2 separate regions of the Rattus norvegicus genome follow, and region 2 is linked to region 1. Evidence: chromatin contacts called from public Hi-C data. All regions are on one chromosome and are shown on one strand. Each heading gives the region's core, a stretch centred on a gene start, on an enhancer-like site or on the middle of the called end of the contact. The rest is flanking DNA. Distances are from core to core; before and after follow the strand shown. Region 1 overlaps Hebp1 (heme binding protein 1). Region 2 overlaps Emp1 (epithelial membrane protein 1).

Evidence for each region. Hi-C and Micro-C count contacts between places; a contact is called where the count stands out from the background.
Region 2: a contact with region 1 is called in a Hi-C map of the A7r5 cell line, with 6 times the contacts expected there. The contact joins two enhancer-like sites. A contact is called at or near these places in 7 of 12 Hi-C or Micro-C datasets (the A7r5 cell line, the Rat2 cell line, Schwann cells and 4 more) and 1 of 1 datasets of contacts at active chromatin or transcription factors (oligodendrocytes).

Annotation. Positions count from the first base shown.
Region 1 is chr4:169,718,905-169,723,316 of GRCr8, forward strand. Hebp1 (heme binding protein 1) reads right to left here. Exons shown (of 4, transcript NM_001398876.1): 3 at 3,732-3,912. Among named protein-coding and RNA genes, the nearest start is that of Hebp1, 14 kb to the right of the region's middle. Within about 2 kb of position 1,822, at least 12 of the 93 cell types and tissues checked have an H3K27ac peak or open chromatin away from gene starts, as enhancers often do. A contact at or near this core is called in the A7r5 cell line, where this site is marked.
Region 2 is chr4:169,956,853-169,961,264 of GRCr8, forward strand. Emp1 (epithelial membrane protein 1) reads left to right here. Exons shown (of 5, transcript NM_012843.2): 2 at 1,542-1,655; 3 at 4,271-4,367. The coding sequence starts at 1,578. Among named protein-coding and RNA genes, the nearest start is that of Emp1, 15 kb to the left of the region's middle. Within about 2 kb of position 2,304, at least 5 of the 93 cell types and tissues checked have an H3K27ac peak or open chromatin away from gene starts, as enhancers often do. A contact at or near this core is called in the A7r5 cell line, where this site is marked.

The DNA of each region.
Region 1 (4,412 bases), core at 572-3,071:
CTGGCCTATGCCGCCGCTGGGGTCCACATCGAGGCCTGTGGTTTTGCAGCAGCGGGGTCTGTTACCACCAAAGGCCAGGCAGACATCCCTGGTCTAGGCTGTGGCCTGGGGACATGCTGATATCTGAGGGCTGTGCAGAACTGGCCCACCCCTCACCTGTCGTCATTAGAGAGCTGGCCCTGGACCATGAGAACAGGAGAGCTGACCCCACCCCTAGACAGCTGCATACTCCAGAAAGCAGCCCCTGCACATTGCGGGGGTTGCCTAGGAGCCACCCCTGAGGATACAAACAAGTGTCTGGAGACCTAACATGACCACTCATCTCCCATGCAGTGGCACGGATGAGGGAGAGACATCCTCCTCTCCCCTTCCCCCTCACCACCTATGGCATGCAGGAGAGCCGGCTCTAGGGCCATGAGAGGAGGAGAGTTGGCCCTGCCCCTCACCAGCTGCAGGACTTGGGGGAGCAAGCCCTGTACCTCACCCGGGCAGCACAGTAGAGCTGACCCTGGTGGTGTGGATGTGGGCACGCTGGCCCTGAGAGTGTGAGTGTGAGAGAGCTGACCCCCACCTTGCCCTTGCCAGAGGCACGGTACCTGTTACAGTACCTGGGAGAACAGGCTCTGCACCTTGCCTGGGCAGCACAGAAGAGTTAGCTCTTTATGTGGGAGTTGTGGGTGAGCTGGCCCTGGAGTGTGGGAGAATCAGCCCTGCCTATTGTCTAGTGGGCGACAGTGCAGATGAGGGAGAGACACCCTCCTTCTCACTGTCTAAGGCAGGCAGGGAAGCTAGCTCTAGGGTCACAAGACGGGGAGAACTGGTCATGTCCCTCACCAGCTGCAATACGGAGGACAGCAGGCCCTGTGCCTCAGCTGGGCAGCAGGGCAGAGCAGGCCCTGGTAGAGGGAATGGCTGGTAAGCAGGCCCCAGGGTAGAGAATGTGAGAGCTGGTGAGCTGACAAGCTCTGATACCTCTCAGGCCCAGATCCAGGGCTTTGAATTGGCCTACTCAACATCTACCCCATTGATGAACTGCTGGAGATCACGAAGGGTCCTACACATCCAAAACTACAGGATCTCCATGACACAGGGCAACAACAAGATATCTAAGAGGAGCCCCAGTGAGTAGTCAGAGGCCTCATGCCAGACCAATGACTCATGCATGAGCATTTCCAAGCAAAGAATTGTGGACAAAAGGTAATACCGTAGGACATACTGTGACACACAATGGCTTCCACAACGACTTTTTCCTCTGTTGTGGGGGAGGTTGCAAGGGGCAACAGGTATGAGGGGCAGGGGAGATGAGTGGCATTGGAGTGCATGATGTGAAATTCACAAAGAACCAATAAAACATCTTTTACAAAAGAGAGGGGCTCACTAATTTCTGAGGCGTTATCTTGCTATTACACAGCCGAGCTGAGAACCATACTATATAACAGAAGTTTACCACTCGCCACCTCTCAGAGAGCAGGAAGGAGAGTGGGCAAGATGGATCCGGGGACTGACAGAGAGACCAGCAGACACTCAGACTGTTCAATCTAAGGAGGCTCTTACTATCAGTGCTCACCCTGCACTTGGGTGACGGTAGGAGTAAGTGCTTCCTTAAACGTTGCTCCTGGGTGCCTCAGTTACCTACCTACCCGCCTTACTCCTGATTCTACCTACATTGGCTCTGCTTAGAGTTTTCAGAAGCCTCTGCACAGAGGCTGAGAAGTCAGAATGAGGGCTGGCATAGAAAGAAACAGGACTTGGGGGAGGGGGCTTCCATGTCAGCAGTACCCTCTCTGTCCTCCGGGCGGCTCTGTTCACCCAGCCAAAGAATGCCCACAGCAGGCAAGCTCTCATCAAAGTAGCTTTCTAAGGAATGATTCTAAGCTAGCTCTGGGGGAAAAAGTGTCCCTCCCACCCGCAGGAGGAAATAGAATAGAGAAGCCTCCCAGCCACATTTGGGTGGGGTGGGGGGTTTTCAGTGCACAGAGACCGTGTGGTGCAAGATCATTCACATAGTTAATTTTCATGAAATTGGGCTTGAGCAGCACCCAACCCCTAACCTGTGGTTACTACTGGTGAAGGTTCTGGTCTTTCTGTGTACCTGGTTAGGTGCCTGTTACACCGTGGGATTTTGACAAACGGGGAGTCACCAATTATCCAGAAGAGACTTGACTTCTGAGGGCAGATTAGGAACCAAAGTGGGGAAAGTGTACACCAGGCTGTGGGTGGGAGTAGCTTGGTGGTAGAACATGGCGCTGTGGGCCGTGCCAGGAAACTTGGTCAGGCTGAGCGGGGTCAGAAAGCCCTGCACCTCATACCTGAGGACAGGAGGCGTTTCACTACTCCCAACTGAAACAGGGGTCACCAGACCATGGTGTCCCCAGCCCTTCCACAGACAGCTGAGGCATCCCTAACATCTCAGACCAAGCCGATAGAAAGCATTCACTGTCAGACCCCATCCCATATATATATATGTGTGTGTGTGTGTGTGTGTGTGTGTGTGTGTGTGTGTGTGTGTATATCCAGAAGGAATAAAGGTGTGAGAATTGCTTCATCAAGGTTTGTCTGAGAGCTTCTGTCATTTAAGAGCTGTAACACCTTTTGGGGAAGAGCGTTCTCTCCTGAAGCTGCTTGAGGTCACTTCCGGGCCTCAGCTCCCAGCTGCCCACGCCAGCTGGCTTAGCTAGCCGGGCCTCAATCCCACTCCTCTGTCTCTTTTGGAGAATGTAACTCTTTGGCTACCCCAGCTGGGCCAGAGCCCCACAGAGCTCCATGGATAGAGTTCCATGGATAGCGTTTGGTACGCAAACAAGCAGTAGAAAACAAGCTCAGTATGCACAGGGCGCTGGGTTTAATTCCCAGCACAAGAAAACAAGGCCTGACAAAGCAAGCAAGAGCAGGCAACAGTTTGCACCTACCGCTCTCTGTAGAGAAGGAATGTGAGTGTGAAGAAGGCCTGACACGGAAACAGAGGACAGGAGGGCCGGTGTGTGTCCTTTGCTCAAAGGACCACAGGCCAGGAACAAGCAGGCGGCTGGCTGTTCAGCTCTGACAAACGCCCTCTACCCTTCTTTATCAAAGGAAGTCTGGTGTGTAAATCCTCTATTCCCCAGTTATCATACCCCTATGTGTCCACGGCCCCAAACTAACACACACACACACACACACACACACACACACACACACACGTCAATATTATTGACATATATAGTACTGACATACATTGTCAATATTATCATTGACATATATAGTATTAACATATATTATACACACACTCTTGTCAATATTATAGATATATACATTATTGTCATATATAGTACTGACGTATATTTTACATACAAACACACACACTCTTGTCAATATTGACATATACATTATTGACATATTTAGTACTGACATGTATATTTACACACACACACACACACACACACACACACACACACACACACACACAGAGCCTGTGATTTTTCTAAGACCCTGCTGTGGCTAATGCAGGCGTTCATCTAGAGCTTAAGTCAAGGTGACTCTTTCTACATATCAATATGGCTACAGGCCAGGGCATTTATCCAGACAAACCACAAAGTCATGTGCCCTACAGCCTGAAGAAACAGAAGTGAGTTACTGCTGAGACTCAGCGTTTCTTCACTGAATTAAGCCATGGTGAAAAGCCAATGTCAACATTCACCGAGAAGATCCTAGGCGTGGCTGAGACCAGCACATGCTAAGAACTGTCTCCTTACGTAGAATAGACAGTGATGCCCTCCCGCTCCTCGATTTTCACGCTCTGGTCACTGGGCGTTGGCGGGCTGCCTTGAAATTGGTTCGGAATCCGGAACCAGACTTTCAGCTTCTTCTGCAGGGAGCCATCTTCGTTGGGAAACACGGCAAAAGAGATAGGGACTGTCATTCCCATGCCGACTCCTGAAGACACCAGAGTGTAGAGGGAAGCAGGCGTTAGTTAGAGGGCCATGGATCTCATTTCTCTTGCGTGGCAATTTTTTAAAAATGAGCAACAAATATTTCAGGCAGTAAATACATGTAATTAGACATGCAATGTCCCTGGAGGTATGGTGGCACCATTTTATATGTTTGTATGTGTGCCTTCAGGTGCTTATGTGCACCTGGCTCATGTATGTATCTATGGAGGGCAGCGGATGCCCTGCTGGGGTTGGTTACCGATGGTTGTGGGCCACCAGGTGGGTGCTGGGAACTGAACACTGGTCCTCTGCAAGAGCAGTAATCGACCCTAGGCGCTGAGCCATTTCTCCAGCCCCCATGCTTGAAGAAAACAAAACCTGAAAACTATTTGGTGACACACAGCAAGAATGTAGATACACAAGGACCTGCATTTATTTTTGAAAGGAAAAAGCCCACAATACGGAAGAGTATGGGTGGTACCACATTCCCTCCAAGAAACAGGA
Region 2 (4,412 bases), core at 1,054-3,553, 240 kb after region 1:
GGAAACATTCTCTGCCTGCCTCCCCATTGGAGGGAAGTAGCCAGTGGGGAAGAGGATTTTTGGAGAGTAGAAACCAGTGTCTACAAAGAGCGGAGAACCCAGGCGTGCAGTAGATCATGCTTGGTTTTGAGTAGCTAATGAGAAAGCGAGAGGAGATAAAAGACACCGGAATGTCAGAATAATCATAGTATCGCTGTTCTAATAAATGCCTAGCGTAGCTTGAAAGTGGCTTAAGCACAACCAAAGCATCAATTAAATCAGGTGGAGAGAGACGGGGAAGCAAGCAATTGCAGGATGCACACAGCCTCTCCTCTAAGGTTGCTGCATCCTCACACACTCCCTGCCTAGAGGGTGAATAACCCCGGGTCCTTTCCTTTTGATGTCTCTCTGAGCTGGCTCTGCGTCTAACTGTCACAGGTGTGACACAGAGGTTACGCACGGCTCCCCCACGGGCGCCTCTCACGTTTCCTTTAGCTTCTAGGTTTTACGATTAGTGGTCTCTGTTGAAATTATGGTTGAGGACTTTTGTTTATCCATGCACGTTGTTAATTTATATTAGTTCCTGCTCTTCCGAAGGGTGATTTATGCCTCTGTTTGTCTTCGGGGATGGGTCCTGAGTGACTGAAGTCGCATAAACACCACACGCCAGCAAAAAAAGCACATCTGGTGTTATCTCAAGCCTTACACTTCTGTAGCCCCAGAGCTGTCATGTTGAGCCGCAGGAAATCTAACATCGCTCTAGACCCATAACAGCATTCCCACCAAGAGGCATGCAGGGCCAAAGGCTCAGGTGTTGCGAATATTAGTCTGGAATGCTAAATCAGTAAGTGATCAGACCATTACACAGTAATTAGGTTGTCATACTACTGGATGCCAAAGAGCATTGTAATAACAGAAGTTGTATCTCTCCTATTTTACGTCTCATCCGGGATCAAATTAGTAGCCAATTTGCTCTACGGCCATTGAGTAATAGTGCCTTGTTCTGCGGAACCCATTGTTTCTATTCAATCTGCTGGGTGAGCATTTTGCTGCAGCACCGATGCTCTCCTCATGCAAACTGAAATTGTGTGTGCTGCTGCTGCTGCTGCTGCTGCTGCTGCTGCAGAGTTCTGGAGGTGACAAAATCCTTACCACAACTCAAGGCCCTACAGTTTTGACCTGTCAATCACAAACAAAACATTGGCAGCTGTTATAAAGCATACCATGCTCTTCTTAATATAATGAATATTATATTCTTTAATTATTCTCATTTTATTAATATAATATTCATTATATTAAAGAGATGAGTCTGGAAGTACATGTCTATAAAAACGGAAGTACGTGTCTATAAAAACGGAAGTACATGTCTATACACAGTTGAGCAGGCATGTATATCAATCAGGTAGGCGAAAAGCAGGTTTTAGAAAATTTTGATGTAATTTTGAATTTTAAAAACGGTCACACTTTCTTGCGTCAACAGAGAGCCCACGAAATGAGAAGGTGGGATGTGTCTTACCGACTGTGACAGTCACCTTTCTCTCTCCCCTGTCTTTTGTTTGCAGAATTCTCTACTCAGGAGTTACAAAAAAGAAGCCAAGATGTTGGTGCTACTGGCCGGTCTCTTCGTGGTCCACATCGCCACTGCCATTATGCTGTTTGTCTCCACCATTGCCAACGTGAGTTCCATCCCCCTGTTCACTCATCCCAGGGAGGGATCTTTGGAGTATTTTGGCAAAATGTTAAGAAAAACGGGAGGCGGGAGTGTTAAATCACAGCGCAATGAACTTCTCGATTAGCCATGAGAGGAAAACAAACCAAACAAACACATACTCATAGATCAAGGAATGAAATAAGCAAAGTATGAAAGGCGAGGGTCCACAGTGACTCTTCTAGGGGGGTGTTGGGAGGTAGAGATTACCGGGCATCTTCGCTTCTAGAAGGATCTATGGGAGGTGGAGACTAAGGTGCACTTGGAGGATGGGCGTGTCATCTCTAGAGAAAAAAGGGAAGTAGAAGAAAATAGAAGTGCAGTCCACACGGGAGGGCTGGCAAAGACGCCCTCCTCGTGAGACAGACTCTTCCTGTGCATGGGTTAAAGATATTTCTTCATGTGCCAGACCACAGAGATTCCCGTTTAGAGGGTAGATAGATGTGAGAGAATAAGACACTGCTTTGATAATGAGGTTGACAAATGCAAGTTTTGTGTGGAAATTGGTGTGTGAAATGGAATTTGGCAGGATTAACTTGGTGCCCGGTAAATCAAATAACAGAAATAGAACGATCTCCTCCCGAGATCGCTAGTCTTTGCTCTGCGAACCCGGGGCTACTCTGACCCCTAGTGGTCAATTTTAGTGCCCAAGTTTTGTTTTGTCTTAGACGAGATGAAGGAGCTTCTTGGACTTAGAAGTTAACACAGCCCATTCGGATGGTAGGATTTGCGTGAAGAAGGCAGAGGCAAGAGCATCATGAGTTTGAGGCTAGCCTGAGCTACACATTTTGCCATATGTACTGGCTCCTGCCTTTAGGAGCACTAGGGAGGCAGTGAGTTTGAGGCCAGCATGGTCTATGTAACGAGTTTCAGTACAGCCAGAAAACTACATAGAGAAACCCTGCCTCAAACAAAAACCCAAACATTAAAAAAAACCCCAAACCAAATAACAACAACAACAACAGCAGCAGCAACAACAACAGCAGCAGCAGCCACAACAACAACAACAGCCACAACAACAACAACAAGTTAAGGCAGATGGCTTCAGAATGGGCTACAGTTCTTGCTATGGTCAATAAGGTTTTTTTGTGCTTTGTTTTTCCACCCCAGATAGGGTTTCTTTGTATAGACTTTGTAGTCCTGGAACTCACTGTGTAGACCAGACCTGGGATAGATCTTAAGAGATCTGCCTGCCTGCCTCTGCCTCCCAAGTGCTGGTATTAAAGGCGGGTTCCACGACTGATTGGCAAGAGTGAATACGTTTTACAGTCCAGACGGAAGGGCTTTGCAGACATCAGGGTGTGAGACAAGCGAGGCTGGTTTAAGTGTTAGGAGACAGGACACAACTCTTGCCCATTCTGCCTCCTGTAGGTTTGTAATTTGGCCATTCTGTAAGCTGACTCGCATGCCTCACAGGATAACGATGTGGTAAACTTCAAAGTGTATTAAGAGCTGCTTATGTGCCTCACATCCACCCGGTATCAGCCCTGACGTGGGGCTGAGAGACCAGGCGATTATGCATGCTTGGGTTTCCTGTTTCAGCATGTTTTGCACATGTCTGCACAGGACCCCAGTTTATTATCTATTCTTGGTCCAGGCAAGAAGGGACATCTAGTGGCATGGTGAGCCTGGGAACATACATTTTGGCCACTCTTGTGTTTTTAGTTGCCTCTGCCTTGAAGCACTTGATACAGCATTTTGACATGGAATGAATGACTTTGCATGTTCTGATCCTTCTGTGTAGACGAAAGTTGCCTGTGGGCTCCCAGGTTCATTCTTGTCTCCCCAGTAGCTCTACTGTTTCTTCGTTGTCTCCAGTTGGACATTTCCCCCCTATTTTTTGTTCTTTAAAGATTTATTTTTAAAAGTATGTGAGTCTGTGCTAGGAGTGCTGGTGAGGAAGATGTTGGATTTCCTGAAGCTGGAGTTACCGGTTCTTGTGAGTCTTCTAGCGTGGGTGCTGGGGACTGAACTCCCGTCCTCTTGCAAGAGCTGTAAATGCTCTCAACTGTTAAGCCATCTCTCCAGACATCTTTGTTTTCGTGTTTTGGGACAGAGCCTCATGTTACCTACATTGGTCTCAAACTTATTGGGTGGGAGCTTTAATTCCTGAGCCTCCCGAGTTATTTCCAGGGGGCTGGAATCACAGAGCAGTGCTACCAGGCAAGACTTACCTTGTTTTTCCTTATTAGCTAGGTACTGAAATGTGAGTCTTTTAAAGTGCATACTCCATGTACCTTTCCTCACCCAGAGTTTTTGTTCCTTGGAACTTCAGAATTTTAAACCCCTATGGTGGAATTTCTTCTGTGTGTGTGTGTGTGTGTGTGTGTGTGTGTGTGTGTGTGTGTGTGCGCGCGTGCCATGAATAGTGAAGTCCAAAGGGGGAAGGTGATCTCTTTCGGGTCACAATCCTTTCTCTTGGAACCTTTGTGTACTAAGATCTAATTTCTACAGAGCCAAGAGGTTTAGCAGTATTTACAGCTGCATATGGCGTCTTGGTTAAGATTTGGTCCTGACCCTTGATGACGTCCTCTTCGGAAAGCAGAAGGGTAATTCTTAATCCACTCTGTCTTCTGGTTTCAGGTCTGGATGGTGGCGGACGGTATAGACTCGTCCATAGGGCTTTGGAAGAACTGCACCAGTGGCAGCTGTGACGGCTCTCTGAGCTACGGCAATGATGGTAAGCGTGCGGACATCAATGCCTAGCCCACCATGGGTGTGGTCA